Linked DNA regions of Mus musculus: region 2 is linked to region 1. A link is a contact called in public promoter capture Hi-C data. All regions are on one chromosome and are shown on one strand. The core of a region is the stretch at or near the end of the contact, and the rest is flanking DNA. Distances in the headings are between cores, read along the strand shown.

What was found. Promoter capture Hi-C pulls out the DNA fragments that hold promoters and counts their contacts.
Region 2: a contact with region 1 is called in a promoter capture Hi-C map of pre-B cells, with 2.9 times the contacts expected there. The contact joins the promoter of Ccdc186 here to the enhancer-like site in region 1. A contact is called at or near these places in 5 of 39 promoter capture datasets (the C10 cell line, hippocampal neurons, liver and 1 more) and 1 of 115 datasets of contacts at active chromatin or transcription factors (extraembryonic endoderm stem cells).

Annotation. Positions count from the first base shown.
Region 1 is chr19:55,541,290-55,548,765 of GRCm38.p6, forward strand. The region is part of intron 7 of Vti1a (vesicle transport through interaction with t-SNAREs 1A); the gene reads left to right. Among named protein-coding and RNA genes, the nearest start is that of Gm41871, 160 kb to the right of the region's middle. Within about 2 kb of position 4,427, at least 87 of the 459 cell types and tissues checked have an H3K27ac peak or open chromatin away from gene starts, as enhancers often do. A contact at or near this core is called in pre-B cells, where this site is marked.
Region 2 is chr19:56,819,450-56,826,925 of GRCm38.p6, forward strand. It overlaps Ccdc186 (coiled-coil domain containing 186), which reads right to left and starts at 2,750. Exons shown (of 16, transcript NM_170757.2): 1 at 2,539-2,750. It overlaps Tdrd1 (tudor domain containing 1), which reads left to right and starts at 6,760. Exons shown (of 26, transcript NM_001002238.2): 1 at 6,760-6,815.

The DNA.
Region 1 (7,476 bases), core at 3,177-5,676:
CATCAATAATTTAAACTTTAAACCATGGTGATGATGAAAACCAAGAAAACCAGTTGACCTACTTTTTTTTTTAAACTAACGGACTTTGAGGGGAAATATAGTTTTGTGGCACCGAGCTTCGAGGGTCTCCTTTGTTGAACACTTATGAACTTACAGCCCTGAGAGTACTTTAGGAAACTTGCTGGCTGAGAGGATGAGGAGAGTGGATAAACGGGAGAGAAGGCCAAAATAACAGGGGTAGGAAACCTTTAGCTCATAAAATACTGCTTTTTCCCATTTTTAGGAAGGGCATCTCTGGAGGCGCACCTCCGTCAAGCACGATAGGCAGCAGGCCCTCGCGCCTCTTTTCCTTGCCAGATATTTGTTGCAGACTGGAAGACATTTTATGATATTTATTTGATGACACACACCTGCTGGGTAGATGAAAAGCGACAGCTCCTGAGGATGACCCACTTCAAGGGCACAGTAAGCTTCTGAAGACTTTGGCAGGCTACCCTGCATCTTTGCAGTGCCTGTTGATGTCACTTGTTGCTCGTATCTGAGACCAGGGCCTTGTACACGTGTTGGAGGCAGGCTGCTAACCCCAGGGAAGAGATTTCTGAACCACTAACTACTTTGTAAGTACACCAAAGCCTGGCAAGGCAGCTGCTTTGTCAAGCAAACTGCAAACTTGTGAAGAGCTCATCTCAGCAGTCAGGATGTGCATCAACACAGGAGCGCACCAGCTGGGAGCGGACCTCCTAGGCTCCCCAGAGAGGAGATGAGTCCAAGGAGAAGGTATGGGTCCCATAAGGTCCCACTCAAGGGAAGATGCCAGGGAAGGAAGGGATGCATCGTTTTTCTAAGAGTTCACAGGGTAAAGAGAGGTTCCGGTTGGGATCAAGAAAGAGCAAGAAACATTTGAAACATGTGGGACACTCCTCCCATCCATCCTGTGCAGCCAGCCCTCTTGTCTCAGGCTTCCTTCACCCACATGAAGTCATGGCAGAGTAAAGATCTGGTAAAATGGGGAGGGGGCATCTGTCTAGTGAGAAACTTTACATGATATAAATTTTGGAGAGGCACAGCAGCAGGCATGCACAGGGGTGTTCTTAACTGTGTTGCACTTGCTGCCGTGGGATGCCTGGCCTGAGATGAAGAAGCTGGATAAAGGAGCATTAGAGCAGGGCTACGAACAGCAGCATGGAATGGCAAGGCAGGGGCTATGGGTGGGCACTCTGCACAAACCCAGTGAGGGACAGGGCCGGGCTTGCTACCCAAACACAGCTTCAAACTGTGCACTGCACTTCTTCCTGCCCTGAGCTTTGCTGTACAGAAAATCTAGAGGTTCAATGAGGGTGGGGAGAAAGTGACTCACTGCTAAAGAATGATAAACTCTGAATCATGACTGGATGAGGACGATGCTTGTTGATTCATAGGAAGTCTTGTCTGTGACTTCATGCGCATGTCTGGAAGCCTGGCTGGAAAGACATGCTGCAAGCTTGTGTTGTCTGTGACGGCCTCGCCTGCTCAAGTTCTCTCCTCTTCCTCTGTCACATACTGTACCCCAGGTCACCTTAAGTGTGCAAGCTGGAGACTCAAGACCAAATCATTCCAAATAGCTTCTTTTATTTTTCCTACGTTTGGGAGACAGAAGATGCACTCAGAGCCAAGTTTGCCTGGAGCTTTGGGCTAAGACACTAGTCATTTCAGGCAATGGAAGAGAAAGTAAAGGACGGTGTCTACTTTGACGTGAAAGGCAGAACCAATAGCAAGTTCTTACACAGTTGATTTCAAGTCGGATTGTGGGTACAGACTTCACAACTTTAAACCAGCCTATTGTGTGTGCTGTCCCTAATGGAGGCTTCCGTTTTAACACAGACACAGTGAACAAACATTGATTTCTGCAACTATTTTCCGTTGAAACTACCTGATACCTAAGTACCGGGTGGGGTGACTTCCCCCTCGCTTTCCGTGAGCTAGAAAAGACCGTAACTACTTGTAAACCCAGCTCAAGAGTTATGCATGTGAATGGTGTTGGCCAAGGTGTTGAATGCAGCCATCGTAATGATGGTGCCCTCTCACAAAGCTAAGCAAGCAGGAATAATGCTAAAATGAGGGACAGCCATTTATTTACTGTACTTGGCATTGTTCACTCTAATAATGCGTTTCAACACAGTAGAACTGCTAGATAATGCGGCTGTGGCTTTTATGCCCGTCATTGTTATTTAAATGAACAGTCGACTGCACTGTAATGAAGAAATGCATGCATTTCCCCAACTCACTTATCAACCAGGATTCCAGGAAAATGAGAATTTGTGTCTGTCTTCATTCACAGAGCAAACTGGAGGTCACTGTTTTCAATGTGAACCTTTTTTTTTTAGCTTTTCAACACTGAATAATTAGGAGTCGCTGCTTCTGAAATTACCTGTATTCACTAGAGAGAAGAAAGACTTTTATCTTCACGATGAAATACATGCTCTCATTCAGACTTGGCCATTCTTTCTCCTAATAGCATTTTACACCGTCGAGTCAATCCTAGGTAGTAAAATAAAAGAATGTCATTTCCAGAGCCACAATAGCCTTGTTTATTATTTACCTCCCTAAAATTCAGCTGCTCCTGAAAAATAATATAAATGTAAAAATGGGTTTAAAGCAATCGAACATATAAAGCAATTATCCACATAAGATGCCATTATAGACACACACATGTACTCGGCACTCTGATTTAAATTTAATTGATCCTTGAGTCTTATAGTTTAATGACTGTGTGCCTCTATTGAGTTTTTAATAGCTTTTATTGAGATATGATTTGCATACCACATACCCACCCATTTAGATGTATAGTTCCCTGGCTCTTAGCATATTTGCTTAGTCAGACAACCACCACCACCAAAGTCAATTCTGAAATATTTTCATCACCCTTAAAAGAAAATATTCCTTGTCCCTCCCATCTCCTGACAATGGCCCATCTTCCTCTGTCTCTATAGGTTTGACTGTTTTGGTCATTTCACATGCACAGAGTCAAACATCATGGGCCGTTTTGTGTCTCCCTTCTTTCACTTAGCATAATGAATTCAAGGGCCATCCATGGTGAGGCGTGTGTTAATACCAAGTGTCTTTTGGTTGGCCAGTAGCCTTCTCCTATACTGTGCATGTGCGTATATACATACTTTACCAGTATACTCACAAGCTTTATTCATCTGCTTATCTGCCAAGATGTGAACTTCTGGGTTGTCTCCGCCTGTTGCCTATAATGAATAATGTTGTTGAAAAGCTTTTCTTGTGAATGTATGTTTGCATTTCCCCTTTCTGTGTACCTAAGAATAGAATCCTAAGTGATAACGGTACCTCCTCTGCTTGACTTTTGAGGAAATGCCAGCTGTGTGCTGAGGGGAGTGTTGTGGTTCACGGCCCAGCAGCTGTGTGTTGGGCTCTGACTTCCTGACTTCCTTCCCACCACTTGTTATTGTCTGTCTTTCTGTTAGGGTTGCTTGGCACAGATGGGGAAGCCTCGTGGTTTGCTCTGGCATTCTCCAATGGCTAAATGATGGCAAGCATCTTCTCTTGTGTTTGCTGCCATTTGTATTTCTCCTTTGGAGATGTATCCGTTTCTCTGAGTTTTTACAAATTCTGTTCCCTGACCTCAGGAATGTAGTTACAGAACCAAGTTGGACACAGATGCACCCCTCACAGGGAGGGACTTTCAAATGAGTACACAGACTAAAGATGTTATTTTTACAGTAGAAGCTTTTGGGAATTACAGAATAACCAAATTGTTCCCAGGAATCAATTTACTTCTAAAACTTTATTTTGCCAATTTTGTTAGTAAAACGGTTACTAGTGGTCTGGAATCACACACGGTTGAAGATTGGCTTATCTGGCCAAACACAAGGACATATACCTGTAATGCCAGCAGCTGGGCCACAGAGACAGGAAGGTTACGCACTGAGAGGCAGGCAGCCTGGGCAGCACAATGAGGCTGAGACCAGAGAGCCTACGTACAGAAAGACAGGAAAGCCTAAGAGGAGGTGTACGTGGGTCCCATGCAGAACTGACGCTGACTGGAACGCTGTCTCCATGTAGGTGAAGCCCACTGTTTTAGAAGACAATGTAGACTTTTCAAAGAGATTTTCACTAATTTTTTAAAAACCACACTGGTTAAAATACCCTTCAGTCAAATGAACAAAATATCCTGCTGGGAGCTTGACGCGTGTTGTTTTGTTTTAATAGATACCATGTAAAATATCCTGCTTCTCTCCTCGTGTGTATGGGAACCTGGGGTAAGCAAATCTGACCAAGGCCGCCTACGTAGTGAACAGAAGACTCTAGACCAGGCCTTGTTCTGGGACTGCTACTCTTTATCTTTCCTGGTCACAAGTCAGCAGGTGGTATCTGCACACCGTTCGGTCTTGCAACAGTGCTGGAATTCACTGGCTTGCTGAAGCAAGAGGCAGATAGAGGGCGCTGTGGAGCTCTCGTGAACAGTGTTCACTTCTAGCTTAGCAGCTGAATGAGCCTAGCTTCCGCAGACAAGGCTAACACAGGATTGAACTGGCCAAAAAGCTGCTCAAACAGAAATATTGTACCTTAAAGTACTACTAAAGCATCAACTTGTTTGAACAGTGCTTGGCCGTTGTAAAGCACTTGACTTACACTTTTAATTCGCTGTTCACAAGTATGTTTTGTACTGTGCTTGGCCGTCGTAAAGCACTTGACTTACACTTTTAATTCACTGTTCACAAGAACACCAGTTTTCCGTTGTCTTTGTGTTTATGCAGTTTTTATAACCATGATGAAAGTCAGGCCTAAGGGACTTTAGTTGTCATGCCGGAAAGTCTGGGCCAGGGCTTCAGCTCAAATCTACGTCGCTTGGCTCCTGTACCGTCCTGTGTGTACAGTGGTGTTCCCTGTCCCACTTTAATAGAGTACCGAGGGGCACTCGTCGAGAAGAAGGGAGGCTTCTGCTGCTCAGCCAAATCACTGAGCTGTGAACAGTAGAGGTTAGAGGGAGGCTGCTTCGTGGCCAACATAACAGACACTGGATCTGCCCAGCAATGAAATGTGTTGTCCTGTGAAGGAATGAGGTCCCTCGTGGTTGGACAGCTCACTGAGAGGATGCTCGTGGAGGGCTTCATGTGTGAGTGTGTGTGTGTGTGTCAGTGTGAGGATATATGTGAGAGCATATGTGTGTGAGAGAGTGTTTGTGTATGTATATATGTAAGAGCGTGTATACATGTGTGAGCGTATATGAGCATGTGTATTTGTGTTTGTGAGTGAGTATATATGTGTGTCAGTATGTGTATGAATGTAAGAGCGTGTATGTGTGAGCATGTATAAACATGTGTATTTGTGTGTAAGTAAGCATGTATGAGCATGTATGTCTGTAACTGAGCATGTGTGAGCGTGTGTGTATGTGTGTGTGAGTGTGAGCATGTATAAACATGTGTATTTGTGTGTAAGTAAGCATGTATGAGCATGTATGTCTGTAACTGAGCATGTATGAGCGTGTGTGTGAGAGTGTGAGCATGTATAAACATGTGTAGTTGTGTGTAAGTAAGCATGTATGAGCATGTATGTTCGTAACTGAGCATGTGTGAGCAGATGAGAGTGTGTGTGTGTGTGTGTGTGTTTGTGTGTGTGTGTGTGTTAGGTAGCATGTCAGATCCCTTTTAATTATGACATCGGGCATCTGTCCCTGCTGAGAACATGGGGTAGCTGCTTCTTTATCCTTGTTGAGGAAAGGCTTGGTCTTTATCCTGCACAGTTAACAGTGTGGGGCTTTCTGCTTGAAAGTGTAGCAAGGGTATCGGCCTTCATTGCTGGTCTCCGTGGAGATCCAAAAGCAGTTTCCATCTATGTTAACACATGTTTTTGTACAAGGGTCTCATGTTCACATAAGTTTGATGGGAATCCTACAAGGTGCCATGTCTTTTTACAGAAATGCCAGGTTTTCTTTTATTCTTATGGAGTCTTTCTGAAACATGTGTCAGGTTAGCCCAGTAGCCCTCAGCTCTGGCTATTGGCAAAAATCATCAGAGGCTTCAAAAACTATAGATGCTAATAAATATTCACTCAGTGTTCTAAGAGCATACACTGGGAAAAGGACTGTCTCTTTAGCAAATGTTTCTGAGGAAAATTGGGTATCCACATGCAGAAGAATAAAACTAGACCATGTCTTTCATCATCAACTGAGAAGGAGTAATATACAAAGCCATGAAACATTAGAAGAAAATAGAGGAGAACCGCTCAGTGTTGTTGGGCTATGCAAAGATTTACCATCTACGACCCCAAATCACGGAAAGCAAAAGCAAACATAGACAGACAGATGGATTACAACATAGACAGACAGACAGATGGATGACATAAAGCAAAGACACTTCTCCACAGCCAGGTGAATAATCAGCACTGCGAAGTGAGGGGAGGGTGGTGGCTGAAGAGATGACTCAACAGTTAGAGCACTGGCAGCTTCTCAGAGGACCCACAACATGGCAGCTCACAACTGTGTGTGTCCTCAGTTCGGGGAATCCGCCCACACCTCTCCTAGCCTCCTCAGCCCCCAAGCATGCATGCGGCGCACATGCATACATACATACATACATACATACATACATACATAAAAAGAGTCTTAAAAATTAGAAGGCTTTGTCTTGCAGAAGTTAAGAGTAGGTTGTCAGTTACGAGAAGCCAGGAGGCAAAGGAGAGGGAGCAATGGGGAAAACAGGCCAATGAGAATCAAGTGGCAAGTAGATGAGAGAAGAAATCCTGTTCCAGAGTAGTGCTGGGTAAAGCCAAAACATAGTCCGGCCCGTATGGGACACCAGCGGAATCCTGCCTGACTGAAAACTAAGCCCTCAGCAACAGTGGCTGCTTGCTTCCCTGGTGTTCAAAGGTTTATAGTGAACTGAATTCTTTGAATGCATGGCATTGAGTGGGGCAGGACCACAACCGAGTCCGGAGCTTGGCCACCTGAAGTTGCATCCGGCGTTTCGTTCTGTGGTAAGATTGGGCCATAGATTGCCTTGGGTGCCTGGACTGAAATCTTATGCTGGCTTTCTAATTAGTAACTAAGAAGGCATGCACTGTGTGTTCATGTGACAGGGTGACTTCCTCAATGCCCAGGACAGTCTCAAGGTCAGATGGGCCACCTTGCTCCATGACTTGACCCGTGTCTCCCAAAGCACGGTTGCCATTGATTAGGAAGCAGTGACTAATTGTGCAAAAGGTAAACCTGGTCTGAATGTGTGGGCCGAGCTAAGTGAAAGCTAAAGAGCACAGTTAGGCAGGCGTGCTCTCTGTGGAGCTGTCGGCTGATGAAGGAGTGAGAAGATGCTCCTGTAAGCGTTGAGAGTACAGCAGTAACCGAGAAGCCCTGGCTCACAGCAGCTGGGGACAGTGTGCCCATCACATGGATACCGCAGCTGGTTTTAGCCAGAGCTTGTCTCGAGACAGCCTCTGACTGGGGTTGTGGAAGCCTGAATACTGTTCCTAGCAGGA
Region 2 (7,476 bases), core at 1,500-3,999, 1.3 Mb after region 1:
AGAACTGGTTCTCCAAGAAGGAAGACTTCAGAGTCAGCATCAAGCCCAACTACAGTTTGAATGTACTAAGTTGCCTCAGCTCTCTAACGGTCACACAGACGGCACACAGCCCACAGCTGCTCCTGTCTTCTTGAGTTTCCCCTACTGTATCTTCAGTGAGACACTGGATAGCTGATATCTTGCAGCAGTAACACTCTCACCTCTGAAACAGGCAACCATGGTTTGGGTACTTTAGACTCTAAAATGGCTTTTAAAGTATTGAGGCATAACATTAATACAGAACTCTACCTTGAAGCGACTTGTACAGAATGTATCAACTGCAATAAAGTCTGAGAAAAACGTAAGTACTTTTATTTAACCGTTCTTTCAAAAAAATCTGAAAATGGGGCTGGAGAGATGGCTCAGCGGTTAAGAGCACTGACTGCTCTTGCAGAGATCCTGAGTTCAGTTCCCAGCAACCACATGGTGGCTCACAACCATCTATAATGGGATCTGATGCCCTCTTCTGGTGTGTCTGAAGACAGTGACAGTCTACTGATATATATATAAAATAAATCTTTAAAAAAAATATGAAAACCAAATATCAGAAAAATGAATTCAATTAAATAGAATTTCTACATTTACTAAAAGAGTTGTACTTATGCCTGAATTTGGTTAATTTGGTAAGATTTAAGTTTTATTAAAAACAACACCTATTTAGTACTTACTACATAAGCCTACAATGAATGACCAGCTCAAGCTTTAAGAAATACACTCATGACAGTTACCATTATCCTAGAGTTTGCTTCCACTACGCTCAAGACAGTTGGCAGTATCCTAGAGTTTGCTTCTGCTCTTGGTGTCTACTGCCCCTTTACCTAATAGTTTACTTCTTGGATGCAAACTCTCCATTAAGCAAGTTCAAATAAGTTTGAAATGGTGTAAGATTACAGGAGCATTTGTAGGTCTAAATTATCTATCCTGTTGCTGCTTTTAAAATAAATACTAAATAAAACTATTGTAAATGAAGTGATGTTTATGAGAAAAATCAAAACCTGACCTTAGTCATTTAAAGACAAAAAAAATAAAAGAAAAATTTTAGTTTTATTATTAAAAACAAACAAACAAACAAAGCAGAATTTGAAGTTGAATATTCTTTCTTTACAGTGAGTTGAATGACTTTTGTAAACCAGGGTAGATGCTGTCAAACGGAAAGACAGTTTTCTCAGTGAGGCTGCCTGGGCTCCCAACCATCACAGCTTCCTCAGAGAGCTGGGCTGAGTGTTCTGTTCATCACAGTCACTTTCAGGACTGAACACACTAAGGAATCAGCAGCAGCCATGCTGCCGCACTGCACAGCATCAAAGAATAAGTCTTTGGTTCCTGTGTGAAGGAACTAAAGGTTTATGAGTGCCCCTTCTTCTACCACTCAGGATTTCAGTCTGGAAAAAAAAAAAAAAATCAGACTGGGAAATGTCACCCTTACTCCATGGAACCTGTTCTCAATCAAACACCTTAAGTTTCTATTGTTTTAAATTAGAAAAGGCCTTCAAAAAAACTAAACACAGTCCCTGTGTCTTCTGGTAGCCTTCCAAAGTCATACTTACCTATTACCCTGTACAAAGGAGAAGGAAGGCCTTGGTGCAACAGTACAAGATTATGGCCTGCCCAAAATCTGCACATGGGAACATGGGAAGACCAAAAAGGAACCATAAAAGAAGTAGGCCAATCATTACTGTTGTTTCATTTGTGTAACCATTAATTAACGAAGAGCTAAAAAGTAGCTGCACACGGTGGACTTGATACACAAGACGCATCCGTTTCAGTATCACTTGTCTCTGGGTCCTTAATCTCCTTCACAATTAAGTGCACAAAGGCCACATCCACGCTAATAAACCTAACACTTAACAGACCGATTTTCCTTGGGATGGCTGGCTACACGTGCACTTTGAAACACTGTCATAACTGATTTGTTTCATCTTTTCCTCAGACAAGCACCCTGTGTACCACTTCAGAAGAAAGGAAAAGGCTGGGACATCAAAGGACCGTGCGTGACACTGGGTCTGAGACATCTTTTCTGGTTCGCTGTCATATTTTTTTACTGTAGTCTTTTCTGACTCTAACCCAGGTGTTCTGCGTACAAACCCGAGTCTCCTCTCTAAATAACAATCAAGATGTGAATATTGTAACAAGTTACGAATTGTTGGCAGCTGAGCCATCATTCTCCCCGCGCGCTGTTTCCCTGGGATTGCTACTTTGAGGATAGGTAGAAGGGGAGAGAGAAATCTGAAATGGTTTCCCTACCAAGGTGAAAATATATGAAAATACATCGGGATCTTTGGAAAAGCCGAACGCTGCGGACCGCGTCCCCGGAGATACCGCGCTGGTGCGGCGGGGGAGCGGCCGCGCCTCCGGGCACAGCCCCCCGAGGGCCCCGCCAGCCCCGTCACGTCCACGCGCGGAGTTGCGTACAGCCCGGGGCTACCACCCCGTCACGTCCACGCGCGCAGACCAGCGCTCCCCGAGCGCGCCCGTCCCGGACGCCCCTCGGCCACTCACCGTCCGTCGTCCAGCCCCGGGCCGCACCCTAGCGAGGCCGATGGAGCTCCGGCTCCAGGGCCGACGAACCCATGGCGGCGTGTAGCCGACGCGGAGTGGGTGAGGAAGTCACGCGCGGAGACCACTGCAGATCCCGGGCTCTCAGCGGAGGTTTTCCCCCAAAACCCCTGCGGAGCTGACACATCAACAAAGATGGCGGCGACGCCTAAGCCGGCGCGGCTACAGCTGAGGGGGCGGGGCTCCCTGAACGAGCCAATCAGCGCGGCGCGGACCGCGTGACGTTAAGCACCTGGAGGCGGGCGTGGTTTTCGAGGCGCCGCCTCCAGTCCTCGCGGTTTCTAGAGGCCCCGCCCAGCATCTCCGTGCCACCTCCACTTAAGCCCAAGGAGGCTGTAGCAGGCTGTTGTTGTCCGGTTGGGCCACTCTTTCCCTTTCCCGTCCCAAGCCGGTGCTTTCTATCGGAAGGAAGTTGCCATCTTTTTTTCTTCACCCTTTGGCCGGTCATCTAATGAGTCAGTGGCATAAAGTAATAAAAGAGAACTAGAGATTGTGGCTTCCCGGTTCTGATGGTGCAAACTTTGCGCTGCCTGTGGGTGAGCCAAGTCCGCAGGAGCAGCTGACTTGGGCATGCGAGCTTCATCTCTGGGAGAGAGCTCTGCAGGGTTTCCATAATAATAATTGACCTGGGATCTCCAAGTGGCACCGAGTGCCATTGTTTACTAGTAAGCTTGTTAGTGTGCTCCACGCAGAGGACCTAAGCCTGCCTGGGCTGCGTAACCCATCCGGTTGCATGGTTGCACGCAGGTTGTATATTATAGTGACTAAGCCCAGTTGGAGGAGGTAGGGAAGGTGAGCAGTTTTAGTCTGGAGGTTTTGCAAACCACCTCTGTCCGGAGAAAAGATGTGTTAAAGTTCTGGGCCGTGTAGACAGTTGTAAGTGAAAATAGTTAAGACTCGTCTTCAGTGGCAAGTTTGTAAATCCAAGCATATTACTGTTAAATTACTTTCATAATTGCTGAGGAGGAAAATCTTCAATGTGGTATATTACTAACCCTCTGTCTTTTTTTAATCAGAAAATGACAACTCCCTCCTCAAATTATGGTAATGTATTACAGTACGTTTTACAATTAAGGTGCGGTGGTGACTTGAATAGACTCATGTATTTGAATGCTTGGCCCATAGGAAGTGGCACTATTAGGAGGTGTAGCCTTGTTGGACAGGGTATGTCATTGTGGAGGAAGGCTTTGAGCTCTCATATAAATGCTTGAGCTACACCCAGTGTGAGACATATTCGGTCTCCTCCTTGCTGCCTTCCAATCAAGAGGTAGAGCTCTCTGCTCTTTGTCTCTAACCCTAACCCTCAACCCCCTGCACACTGCTGTGCGTCCCAGCGTGATAATAATGGACTAAACCTCTGAACCTGTAAAACCAGCCTTGATTAAATGTTGTCTTTTATAAGAGTTGCCTTGGTGTGAAGAGTGTCAATTCACAGAAATGAGACCCTAACTATGGGTTGAGCCGGGAGTAGTGGCTTACAATGGTTATCCAGGCATTTGGGAGGTGCAAGTAGGAACCACTTAGGGTTTAGCCTGCAGGAGACCCTTTTCCTAAATGCATACGTATATACATACATGCATGCATTCATACAGACATACATAGGTTTTCTTACTTTGAAAAGAATGGCTGGACTTTAAACATTCCTAGTAAGGTATGTTATCCCAAAAGGAGGGAAGACACACTGAGTTGTTTATCTGTTCATATTGTTAGAAGTAACATTAGCATTATTTCTGAAATGTACTTCAGAACTTATAACTGGTAAGAAAATGTATTAAGCATGTCTGGGAAACTAATTTTTTAAATCATAAGAGAGAAGAAATACAGGTGTAAAACCAAAGAGATGAGATGGAAACGCTGCAATCTGAAGTGGAAACGCTAAGGGTTCTTTGGAACGTGCTGGATGGTGTTCTGCTGGGGCAAACACATGAAGGAGTGTTCCGTTAAAGTGGACACAGGCATGAAAGGCTAAGTGAAGGAATGTTTCCCTGAAGCAGACACAGGAGAGGATGCTAAAGCAAAGGCTGGGGCCTGGCTGTCTCTGCTAGGTCGTGCCACCGCTGCTGATTTCCTGCTTGCTATCCTGACTCCACTGAACTGAACTGCTGGTGTGTCTGTGAAGTGTTTGCACGTGGATCGAGCTGCTGCTGTCTTTGAACTGTGAAGTGAACTGATGATTTCCTGACAACACAGATGGGAGTTGCTCCAAAGAACCTTTCTAAACAGGTCCACTCTCCCCCCACAACCCCCATATCCTTTCTTTTCCACTAACTCTGGTGGGTGGTGGGCTCCAAGGGAGGCTAAAGTGTTTAAGAGCCATCATTAAAAATCGGTTTTGAACAAGCTAAAGTTACAGCAATCCTACATTTGGATTTAGAAATATCACGATGAAATTGGAGATTTATTTTTTTCATGGAGAAGTCGGTGCTACAATATTTGCCTTAGCATGGGGGAAGGCCTGGAATTCAGTCCTGGGGGTGATGGGTGACTACTGAAAAGAATCCCAACAGCCTAACGCACACCCTTACTCTCCACATCTCTATTTTCCACCAAAGAGCCTGGACTGAAAAGTTACAAGGCGTGGCTACGAGTTTGGAGCAAGAAGTGTGTAAAATAGCGTAGGACATATTCTGTTCAGAGGTGGGGCATAACGACTTTCTCCTCTATCACATTGTGTGGAAAGGGGGAAACTTTACGGGGCAGAAATGTAATAAATGTCAGTCATATGATGACGCCTGTTATTCATTATTGTGAATCATGTTCATAAAATGTATCAGACAGTATCCTACAATAAAAGTGTGACTTTGCCTCTGTAGTCTTCCAAACAACTCATACTCCATTCCTATCAAGTGCATCAGACAAACCCCAGGACCAGGAGGATGCTTCCAAAAGCCTCCTCGGTGCTCCTGGAAGCTGTCAATCAGGAGAAACTGCCTTGGCTATGGGAAGATAGCTAAATGTGATGTTAGATTCTGGCTAAAAAGATGTATAGAAGCAGGGCAGGAATCCGAACAAATCATGGGCTTCGTTAATAACAGCAGTTTCAAACATGTTTGTTTTAGGAGAAACTGATTGTAACCTCACCAATGAGAACTCTTCTTTTTCTATATTCTAGAAATTAATAAAAATGAAGAAAAGATAATGACCGGCATGATAGCTGAAGGAAAAGAGAGAAAAAGAAATTAAAAAAGGAAGGACATGACTGCTCCTAGGTATGGTGTAGTAGGAGGTTTATTATAGACATGAGGGAGAGCAGAGACAGAGACATCTAAGAGAGTCCAGAGGGAACCTGACCCTGACCTGGGTTCTGTGAGGAGCCGGGGAGAGGGAGAGCCAGGAGAGAAAAGGGTAGACAAAAGCCTGGAGAACCAACATGGCCAGATTATATAGGGAAAGGCAGCTGGGGGAAGAGCAGCCCAGACCCTGGGCTGGAGAAGTTTAGGGGTTGGGGGTGGGGTATGCCAGTCATACCCTGTAACAGGTAGGGACTGAGGGATGCTGGGAGAACCTATCAGCCAGGTCCAATTTGATATATTAAATAGGCACTCAACCATTCGTCCTGGGTTTGAGACATAACAGTAGTCCATGCCTTTAAAACCCCAGCATTCCAGAGAACCACAGGTGGTTGGTTATCTCTGAGTTCACGGCCAACCCGGTCAACATTGCAAGTGACAGAGGCACGTGGGTCTCTGTGCTCAGGGTCTACATCCAAGTAACAGGCCAGCTAGAGATTACATAATGAGATACAGTCTCAAAACAAAGGAACCGACTTCCCAAAAGTTGTGCCCTGACTTCCACATATGTGCCATGGCACAAAATAAGTGAAAATGTAAAAAGAACAAAGACATAAATCTGAGCATTGCTTCTTAACATTCAAGAAGTGACTGTTTGGGGGCCTGGGTCTGGCGTGTTTAGTTTCCAGAGGAGGCAGGCCCAGGAGAGTAAGCTGGAAAACCAAAAGTCCCTCACCTAGTTAAAATAGCAACCTCAGTGACTCTCAGCGCGGCCTCCGGGACACCTTTCTAGAGAAAGCTAGAAATTCCTGTAAAGCTAGAAATTCCTGGGTGAGCCTGCACCACCACCAAGCACCTGCGGGTGATCAATCAGAGCAGCTCCGCAGGCTCGGCTGCACTGGGCGCGTGGGTGGGGCTGCGCGCACGTGGGAGTAAACTGCGCAGGCGCGGGCCCCGCACCACGCGGCGGCTTTGAGCGTCCGAGGCGAGGTGAGCACGGGTGGAGCTCCTGGACCTCGGAGCTGCGGGGTAGGGCAAACGCCAGCATGAGTGGTCAGCTTCAGAAACCAGTCCGGGCCAGCGCCCTTTCTTCTTTTTCTGGGTCAGGCGGTCCAGGGCGCCCGGGCTCCGGAGCTCGGTTTCCAAGACGGTCTCGGGCGTGGGTCGTTGGGAGCCGGAAGTCCAGAGCTGGACGTTGAGGTCGGGCGTTACACCGGGCGGGCGTTGGGCGGGCACAGGAGCTGCACGTTGGGGACAGGCTGGAAGGGCAGAGACCCCGGGGCTGTCCCAGAGCAATGGGTGTGAGTGGATTCTGGCTGGGTTATAGGGAGCAGAGCCCAGGAACTGGGATATGGGCAAGCAGAGGCCCCGTGCACGGTTTGGAAACGGCGCTTTTAAAGTGTCAAAGTGTATGTGTGTGTTTTTCCACACTCGAAGACTTGTGGATTCAGTGCTTTGGTTGAAGTCACAGCTAGAGTGCCAACTTTATAGATTCTTTCCCTAAACCCTTTTGCCTCCTATAGAATCAGTAGGATTACCAGGTTTATAAAGTGAGATGACTAACTTCTGCTGGGTCACTCTTGGCACTTGCCTTGCCTTTCCTAGACCTCAGGTGTAAGTAAGTTTCTCTATTAGGCCTCCGGAGTTAAGC